Linked DNA regions of Mus musculus: all the other regions are linked to region 2. A link is a contact called in public HiChIP or PLAC-seq and promoter capture Hi-C data. All regions are on one chromosome and are shown on one strand. Each heading gives the region's core, a stretch centred on a gene start, on an enhancer-like site or on the middle of the called end of the contact. The rest is flanking DNA. Distances are from core to core; before and after follow the strand shown. Region 1 holds the start of Arf1 (ADP-ribosylation factor 1). Region 2 holds the start of Pld6 (phospholipase D family, member 6). Region 3 holds the start of H3f4 (H3.4 histone).

Region 1 (2,822 bases), core at 95-2,594, 560 kb after region 2:
ATCTACAAAGGCTGTTTAAAATTTTAACTGACACAAATAATTATTTACGGGGTACAGAGTGATGTTTTGAGCGGGACTACAATGTACAGTGGTCACATTACAATAAACAGAATGACTACCACCCTGTCTCCATTTTTTCATAATTTTAGCCTTTTTAGGTACAGAAAGGGAGTTTGGTTCTTGACTATTAGCCTGCGGTTTTCTGGACACCCCATCTCTTTGTCGACTTATCCATGAGGCTAAGACAGGCTTCTGGCATGGCTGGAATCACAGGTCTCAGGAGATGTCCTGCCATTTCTCCAGGGTTGGTGGCAGGCAGCGACACCCAAGGCTTTGTATAAACACTTGCTGTGTGTTGAGGGTGAGAGAGAACAGGCAAGCACCCCCATAGACGTTTACAGAAGCAGCATTTGAAAATGGAGCCCTGAGCGATGGAAAGGGATGTGTTAGGGTCAAGAAGGTGACTATTGCATCGAATCCTGCCAGGCTCAGCACCCACAACTCTGGGGAGAAAGCTCTGGAGGTCTCAACCCCCAAACACAGTGAGGATGCCCTGTACCCTGTGCCTGGACACAACAGTGGCTGAAGCAGGCCCTGGTAACAGAACTGTCTCCTGCTAACTCAATAGATAGGGCTCCAGGCTCAAAAGAATCTCCCAGGGCCCTCAACATCTCCTACCTGTGGGACTTCTCCCAACAGCACACGGGGTGGAAGAACTGGATAGGGAGGACAGAGCCTGGGCCTGATTCCTGCATCGATGGGGAGAGTTAACGGATTCCTCCTCACCTGCACCCTGAAGGAGGCCACCCCATCACTGCCTCTCAGGCAGTGCTATGCCCATGCAGGTGTCTGGTCCTCTCAGTCAGCTCTGAGCGTGCACACAGGTCCAAGACCAGTGTGGAGACATGGTGCTTGTCTGACATTTGGCCTGCGCCTCTTCCCACTTTGGCCATCTGTCGGTCACATCATTCTCTTCAATTCCAGGGCCCAGCTGGAATATCAGAGACCCTGGGGTACTGTGAGAAGGACATTACACCTCCTAGGGCTGACACGACCTTCCCACTCTGACCTTGGCGCTCTAGAACGCTTACTGGCCTCAACCCCCGCATCCGCGGAATGGGCTGGAATTCCGCAGGAAGGCGCGCGTGCGCACGCGCCGGCGGACACGGAACTCCATACACCACACCCTTGCTCGTTCTAGTGCCGGGAGCCAGAGTGCTAGCCCGGGACCCGATCCGGAAACAGAGCGACCTCGGCTCCGCCCCGTGAAGGCTACAAAGTGCAGACGCGCAAGCGCCATCCGTGTGGGGGCGGGGCCCTCTGCGTGCCCGCCCTCTTCCCCCGGCGTGCCCCGCGGCAGGCGCTGACGTGGCTGCCGTCAGCGCCGCCATCTTGTGGGAGCGAAACCAACGCCTGGCTGGGAGCAGCCGCCGCGGAGGTGAGACGCGGGGCGCGCTGAGGCCGAAACTGGGGAGGCCGCGGGCTGGTCATCGTGGGAGTCAAGGGGGCGCTCAGCTGCGGCTGCTAAGGACCGAGTCCGGTCGGGCGGCCTGAGGTCTATGCTCAGTGAGCTCGGCGGCAGGCCGGACAGAGGATCGGGACGCCCCGGAGTCCCGCGTCGCCCACGGCCGCTTGGCCCTCCCCCACTCCGCGGCCCTTACGCCTGCCTGGCCGCCCGCCGCGGGCCGCAGCCCGGAAGTCCGGCCAGGACGCCGGCTCTTCTCCAGGAAGCCAGGTTTCCTGCTGTTCCTCTCTGCGCCTCTCCTAGGCTCCACGGCCCGAGAGCCTGGGAGCGGGGAGCAGGGTTCGGGGGGTCACGGGGTTTTCCTTCTTAAAGGCTAGCCGGCCGCTTCAGATACGGCATGAACCGCGGGCTTGGGGAAACTGAGGCTCGGGTGGCCCCGAGACGACGTCAAGGTCACTCGGGTGGCGAGGTCTTCCTCTTCTGTCTCTCGAGTCCGGTTCCTGTCGGCCTGGAGGACCGAAGTTGTAGGAAGGGGGAAGGGAAAGGGACAGGTGTCGGACAGGGGCTCCGAACTGCGGATCCAGGTGCTGGGATTTAACACGCGCATTTGCGGATCTCGGGGGATACCAGAATACCCACTGTGATCCCCAATTAGCCGTGATTTGGGCCCCGAATATCGTCGGTGAGATCTGCATTGGGGTGCCGATGGCCCCCGGAGGGGTTTGAGCCTTGTTTCGCCTCTTGACCGGCTCCTTTATGCACTTTTGGGTGGATTAGAAAGGCCATTCTGAATTGGAGAATCTTTAACCTGCCCATGGAATAACCCGTTCCCGGCCTCTGAGCAGTCCGCAGGTACAGAGACCAGGTCCAGTACACAATTCTGGCTGTCCATTTAGGGTGGTCGTGCCATGTCAGTTTGTAGTGTAGGTAGCTACATATGTTGTATGGTCTAGCTACATAGAACAAATGCAAAATGCTAGGGATTCTGTTCACATCAAGAAGGAATTCTCCCATTCAAACAGCAACTGGCTGCTTTGTCAGGAAAGGAAGGGTCAGCTGCTCTTGGTCCCAGAAGTCATTGGAGAGCCCAGTAGTTGATGCCACAACCCATGTTGGAGTCTTCTGTTGTAGTTCTTGTTTCACAACTAGTGGTCAGCAGTTTTTCCTGCAGGCTGATTCTGGTGGTTTCTGCCGTGTCTGTCAGAAGACTAGTGAGGTGCCATGGTGCTTTGTGTGCTGGCCTCGTGTCTCTCCTCTGTCTTAGCCAGTATCCACAGTGCCTGACATAGGTGACTATAGTGTCCTCACTTTTGAACTTTTAGCAGCACTAGCAGAAATAGCCTAAACTATGAGATTT
Region 2 (2,975 bases), core at 416-2,915:
TTCTGCCTGGATGATAATGGACTGAACCTCTGAACCTGTAAGCCAACCCCAATTAAATGTTGTCCTTATGAGAGTTGCCTTGGTCATCGTGTCTGTTCACAGCGATAAAACACTAAGACAGATATACTATCAATCAATCCGGTTCCATCGAGGAGATGCAACTGTGTGTACTGTGTGTCGTGTGTACCAGTGGGGCTGAGGGAGGCATCATAGGGTGCACCTGCAGGCTCAGATGGATTCAGACACTGGACAATAGAATCTAGCATGGCTTGCATTATGTATGTGCTTCACTGTTAACAGGGCTGAGCACGATGACTCAGCTTAGTCTTATAATGCCAGTTCTTGAGGGCTAAGGCTAGAAGATTGCTGTAAGTCTGAGACCATCTAAACCAGGCTATGCTACAGAATAAGACCGGTTTGTCTAATGGTGCCCAACGTCAGGAAATAGGTCAGTCTCTGCAGATGAGGAAAGTATCGGGAGCATGGGTATGAGAGGGTCTCCTTAAAACAGGAAGGGGTGTGTGTGTGTGCCCCATCGAGCTCAGCATAGGAAGCCATGCTGGCCTGGGTGGTCCTGGAGGGATGAAGAAAGTGATGTCTGTCTGTATCTTCTAAGTTTTGGGTCAGAGGTCTTCCTGTCTTCCAGCATGTGACATTCTCCTATGTTCAGTCACTGTCCTATGTTCAGTCAAAGCTTCTGATTGTCTGCTGTTTCAGCTGTAGGAACGCAACCCGAGGCAGCTCTGAATTCATCTCACAGTGAGCAAAACTTGCTGCATCATTAGGGACAAAAGACATGGTGCTGAGTGTGGACCACTGTGGACCTAAGTTCATGAGTGTGTTTCCCCTGTCTAGGGCACACTATCTAACACTGGGTGTCCTGAGCCTCTGGTTCATATAGTCTTTCCATCACTTCTTCCATTATACTTAGCCTTAGGTGTCTGGGTTACAATGCAGGTGTATCAGTTGGGGATGAGCAAAAGTACCTGCTGCCAAACCTCGTAAGCGGGGAATCTATCCCCACAGTTGCGAATTCTCAGCATTCTGATCAGTTGTGGAACTCTGATTGTCTTCATCTGTTGAAAAGGAAGTTCTTTGATGAGGGGTGAGAGCTGCACTTATCTGTGGATATAAGTTTTTAGAAAACAGAAATGATTTTGGCCTAGGAAACTGGCAGCAAATAAGTTCTTCTCCCGCAGGCCTCTGGCCTATCCATTGGCTATATTTATAGTACCGTTCATAACTCCTTCCTGTAGACCGTACAAATCCACAAACAACATGGTAATTGAAGAAAATCCCAAAGCAAATCCCATTAAAATCAGGAGACGGCATCCCACTATCCCCATTTCTTTTCAATGCGATGCAGAAACTCTAGAGCAGTCAGGTAAGGGAAGGAAATTCATGGGAAACACATAGGAAAAGAAGTCAAATGAAGGTACTCGCCTTCAATCCCAGCACTCTGCAGAAGCAGGCAGATCTCTGAGTTCAAGGCCAGCCTGGTCCACCAATGAGCGCGCTTCCCCAAGGGCTCTTTGCTAGCTTGGGAAAGCTGTGCAACCGCTAGTTTAGCTCCTGGCTGGGGGCGGGCCCCGCAAGGGGGCGTGGCACACCCGGAGTTGGGGGCGGGCTGGCACGTGTTGGGCGCGCAAGCGCTTGGTGCTACGGCTGACCTTAGAGGTGGCGGCCATGGGGCGCTCGAGTTGGCGGTTGGTGTTCGCGGCTGGTGCGGGTCTCGCGCTGGCCCTAGAGGCACTGCCGTGGCTGATGCGTTGGCTGCTGGCTGGGCGGCGGCCAAGGCGCGAGGTGCTCTTCTTCCCCTCACAGGTGACCTGCACCGAGGCTTTACTGCAGGCCCCAGGGTTGCCTCCCGGGCCCTCGGGCTGCCCGTGTAGCCTCCCCCACAGCGAGAGTTCACTGAGCCGCCTGCTGCGCGCGCTGTTGGCCGCCCGCTCCAGCTTGGAGCTCTGCCTCTTCGCCTTCTCCAGCCCGCAGCTGGGGCGTGCAGTGCAGCTGCTGCATCAGCGTGGGGTGCGCGTGCGGGTCATCACTGACTGCGACTACATGGCCCTCAACGGCTCTCAGATCGGCCTGCTGCGCAAGGCAGGTAAACCGCCGCCGAGGGTGCACACCGGCAGAGGGGTAGAGGACTTACTTGATGCCCCTACCGACTTTGTCCAGAGCAGGTAGCATTTCAGGGAGAAAGGTGGAGGCAGGCAGGCAGAGATGAGCGGGCCAAGGAGCCAAGGTTCATAGTCTGTTATATTCCGTGTCTGGGCTCCCCATGAGTAAGGTATGTGGCAATTCCCACCAGTTTCCACGCTCTGACCTTGACCTTAGAGGCGTGTGTGTTTAGACTTAATTTCTGTGATTGTTCTAGGCTGAGATGGCTGACATAAGTGAAGGCATGGAGGATAAAACTTAAGTCAGTTTAAACTCAGCCAACACTGAGAAACCCTTAGCGGCTGTGTGACCACAGCGGGAGTAGGAGTGACAGTGTTGATTAGTGAGTTTCCCACTAGACTCTGTGATCATTGGAAAGTGGACCCTACAGTGTGGCGAATACTTGCTTCTCAGCGATCACCTCTGGGCCCATAGGTATGTCTGGCCCGCCTACAGCTCAGCAGCAGGTGTGACAATATCCTCCCTTAGGCCTGTGGCCCTTGTTTGTTTTCCTTCAAGTGGTTGGCACTGGAGGAACACAAACTTTGACTGCTAGATCCCTTCATTACGCAGGAGTCAGTGCCCCCATGTCCCTCCCACACACCTGCCTAGCCTAATCGTTGTGCCCACAGTGGCTGACAGGCTAGGGGAGCCCTTGGGAGATGTCCAGGCTTTGTAGGGCTCTCGAGGCTTTTTATTTCCTCCACACGGCCTGTCTTCCCACATCCTGGGGATGGTGTAGCCTTGGAAACCAGGTCTGCTTCCAGATCCCTCATAGGGAAGGAAGAACACCGCAGCACTGACCTGTTGTGTAT
Region 3 (2,986 bases), core at 262-2,761, 830 kb after region 2:
TTGCATACTTATATTATATGCACACCCTAGGAGTAATTTATGTATTTAACATTGGCATTAATGAGTGATTCCACTACAAAGGAGAGGTAAAGTTTTCTGTGTTAACCTCACAGGCTTATTCAGGCTATTCCCCTCAGCCCTCCACTAATGCAGTTCAGTTAACCATCTCGGGTTCCTCCCAGTTTGATTTCTGATCAAGCCGGTTAGTCTCCATGCCGGTCATCTCTGAACACCACCCTTTTTGTATGGCTCAGAAGTCATACAGTACTGGACAGTATGAAAAACCAAGGCTCAGAGAATTAAACTCCAGCGCAAAACATCCTTTTGATAAGAGAGGTTCCTATTGCTTACAACTCAGGTTGAGTCAAGACAACAGCTAGACTTTCGTACCCTACAGGAATCGTTTAAGACAGGATTCTCTGGATGTGTCCCCTGGAAATATGTAAGTTAACACTTTCCTGACTCTTTTGCTGCCGCCGTTAACAGATGGGCAAAATTAACTTTAATCAAAGGCAGTTCACTGGGCTTTCCATCAGGAGAAAGGCCAACTTTTCAAGTACAGGAATAGCTAGCCTTTTTAATACCAGGCATTATGAGCCTTAAAACACAAAACATAAGTAACTTGGTTACTGAGCAGATGCGTTTGGATACTATCAACTATGCAAACATAGCACGTTTACTGCCGGTAGGAGCTACCTTCACTTGGTAAAACCAGTCAGCAACACAACCATCATCTTGTAGTACAAGGGCTCAGGCCACTATACCTATCAAGGGAAGGCAGGTTAGAATAGGACGGAGCTGCAAGTCAAATAGCTCAATGGGCAAGGATTAGCTGCTAAGCCCTCTAGACTGATCTGGGGAGACACTTCGATTGCCGGCCACCTTGTCTTCACCTCCTGAGGAGACAGGACACCTAAGTCTACGTTACAGACACTTTTTCTGACTCTGTGGGTGGCTCTGAAAAGAGCCGTTGGGTTCATGAGCGGTGCCTGTGGGAGCCTAAGCCCGTTCTCCGCGGATGCGCCGAGCCAACTGGATGTCTTTGGGCATGATGGTCACCCGCTTGGCGTGGATAGCGCACAGGTTCGTGTCTTCGAACAGCCCCACGAGGTACGACTCGCAGGCCTCCTGCAGCGCCATCACCGCGGAGCTCTGGAAGCGCAGGTCGGTCTTGAAGTCCTGGGCGATCTCACGCACCAAGCGCTGGAATGGCAACTTGCGAATCAGCAGCTCGGTGGACTTCTGGTAGCGCCGGATCTCGCGCAGCGCCACCGTGCCAGGGTGGTAGCGGTGCGGCTTCTTCACGCCCCCGGTGGCCGGGGCGCTCTTGCGGGCCACCTTCGTGGCTAGCTGCTTGCGCGGAGCCTTGCCTCCCGTCGACTTCCGTGCCGTCTGCTTGGTGCGTGCCATCTTCCTGAATCGTCCGCCTCCCTTGCTCCTCAGGTGCACAATGTGGGGGGCGAGTAGCACTGCTTTTATAGACCCAGCTACATTCCTATTGGCTGCCCACCAGGTGGCATTATGGGATGCTGCACTCTGATTGGTCCATTGGGGGATTGACTTTACACCCTGCCTCTTATATTCTCTCTGAGTGGTGTGGACTCTGGAACTGTTAGTTGCGGCTCGGTAGGAGGGCAGCGGGGTCTGTGGAAAAAACTCAAGTCGCTTTCTTGGAGCTTTTATTGTTGTTGTTAAATAAAAAAACAAAACAATCTTGCCTCGACTCCCAAGACACAAAGAACCTTCTAGAACCTTTCTGCATGCTTCCTTTATATAACAACGAGGCATAGTTTTCCTGAGTTCTGGAATACTAAAAAAACATCCACCTGGTCTGAGGACGCCCCTGGGGGCGAGGGCTGGAGGTAGCTCAGCAGTTAAGCTTAATTCCAGGACTCGGGAGGCAAAGGATGGTGGATATCTGTGTGTTTGAGGTTAGCCAGGGCTACATAGTATTAACACTATTTTTTAAAAATAGGGAGGGGTAGAGATGGAAAAAAATAAAGAGAAAAACGAAAAGAAATTGTGTCGTTTGCTGGAACAATGGAAAGAACTCAAGATCACAGTGTTAAGTAAGCTGGATCCAGGCAGGAAGAAAAGCATGGCATGGGTTCTCTAGCATGTGGAAGCTAGATTAAAAAAAAAAAAAAAAAAAAAGCATAAAAATGGGGTCGGGGTGGTATTTATAGAGAGAAAGGGACCAGAGGGAAGAGGAAAAAAAGGGGAGAGCTGGTGTGTGTGTGTGTGTGTGTGTGTGTGTGTGTGTGTGTGTGTGTGTGAAGTTATCAAAATGAAACCCATTACTAAGCACAGTTAACGTACGTTAATTAAAAAAAAAAAAAAACTAGAAGATATGACTCAAAGAACAGTAGTCCATGCTTATAACTTCAGTACTCGGTAGCTGAATCAGAAGGATAATAATTTTGAGGCTTAGAGTACACTGAAATGACGCTTTATCAAACAAAATAAAACATCTTTAGATCTGAAAGAAAATTAGGAAAAAAAAAAAAAAAAGGATTTCTGAAGCAAAGGCTTTCAAGGATAACATGGGCTGTATTCAAGGATTCCCCCAAAGGTCACAATCAGGGTATCAAACAATAGTAATAATGATTATTTAGATCACGTCAGAGGATGAGAAATGTCGTCCACATAATTTCAAAAAACGTGAGTCCAGAAAAGGATAGAAATCAAACTGTGGTGCATCTTTACGGATTTGGTTAAAAAATAGAACTCACTGACAATCATGGTGTTTTGCTTCCAAACGTGTATGTGTAGTTTAAACTGACGCCGGTGAACGCCAAAGCGGGGAATCCCGAGCCCGTGCCTGCGGTGTGCGGTCGCGGGTAGGCGCTACGCCAACCGGAGGACGTGGGTCGTCCATTGGTGGTGCCCAGGAACCGGGACGTCCCGGCCCGCGCCACTCTCTAGTGCCAGCTTATGGATACAGTGACAGGGAAAATAGCTTCACGTTCAGAAAGAACCGAAACTC

Evidence for each region. Promoter capture Hi-C pulls out the DNA fragments that hold promoters and counts their contacts. HiChIP or PLAC-seq counts read pairs in DNA pulled down with a chosen protein or histone mark.
Region 1: a contact with region 2 is called in an H3K27ac HiChIP or PLAC-seq map of epiblast stem cells, with 3 times the contacts expected there. The contact joins the promoter of Arf1 here to the promoter of Pld6 in region 2. A contact is called at or near these places in 6 of 39 promoter capture datasets (the 3T3-L1 cell line, cranial neural crest, hippocampal neurons and 2 more) and 3 of 115 datasets of contacts at active chromatin or transcription factors (embryonic forebrain, epiblast stem cells and extraembryonic endoderm stem cells).
Region 3: a contact with region 2 is called in a promoter capture Hi-C map of liver, with 3 times the contacts expected there. The contact joins the promoter of H3f4 here to the promoter of Pld6 in region 2. A contact is called at or near these places in 2 of 39 promoter capture datasets (liver and pre-B cells).

What each region holds. Positions count from the first base shown.
Region 1 is chr11:59,226,789-59,229,610 of GRCm38.p6, reverse strand. It overlaps Arf1 (ADP-ribosylation factor 1), which reads left to right and starts at 1,344. Exons shown (of 5, transcript NM_007476.3): 1 at 1,344-1,438.
Region 2 is chr11:59,786,347-59,789,321 of GRCm38.p6, reverse strand. It overlaps Pld6 (phospholipase D family, member 6), which reads left to right and starts at 1,665. Exons shown (of 2, transcript NM_001290283.1): 1 at 1,665-2,104. The coding sequence starts at 1,687.
Region 3 is chr11:58,960,236-58,963,221 of GRCm38.p6, reverse strand. H3f4 (H3.4 histone) reads right to left here and starts at 1,511. Exons shown (of 1, transcript NM_001318003.2): 1 at 949-1,511. The coding sequence starts at 1,410. The coding sequence ends at 1,000. It also overlaps a transcript of Trim17 not described here.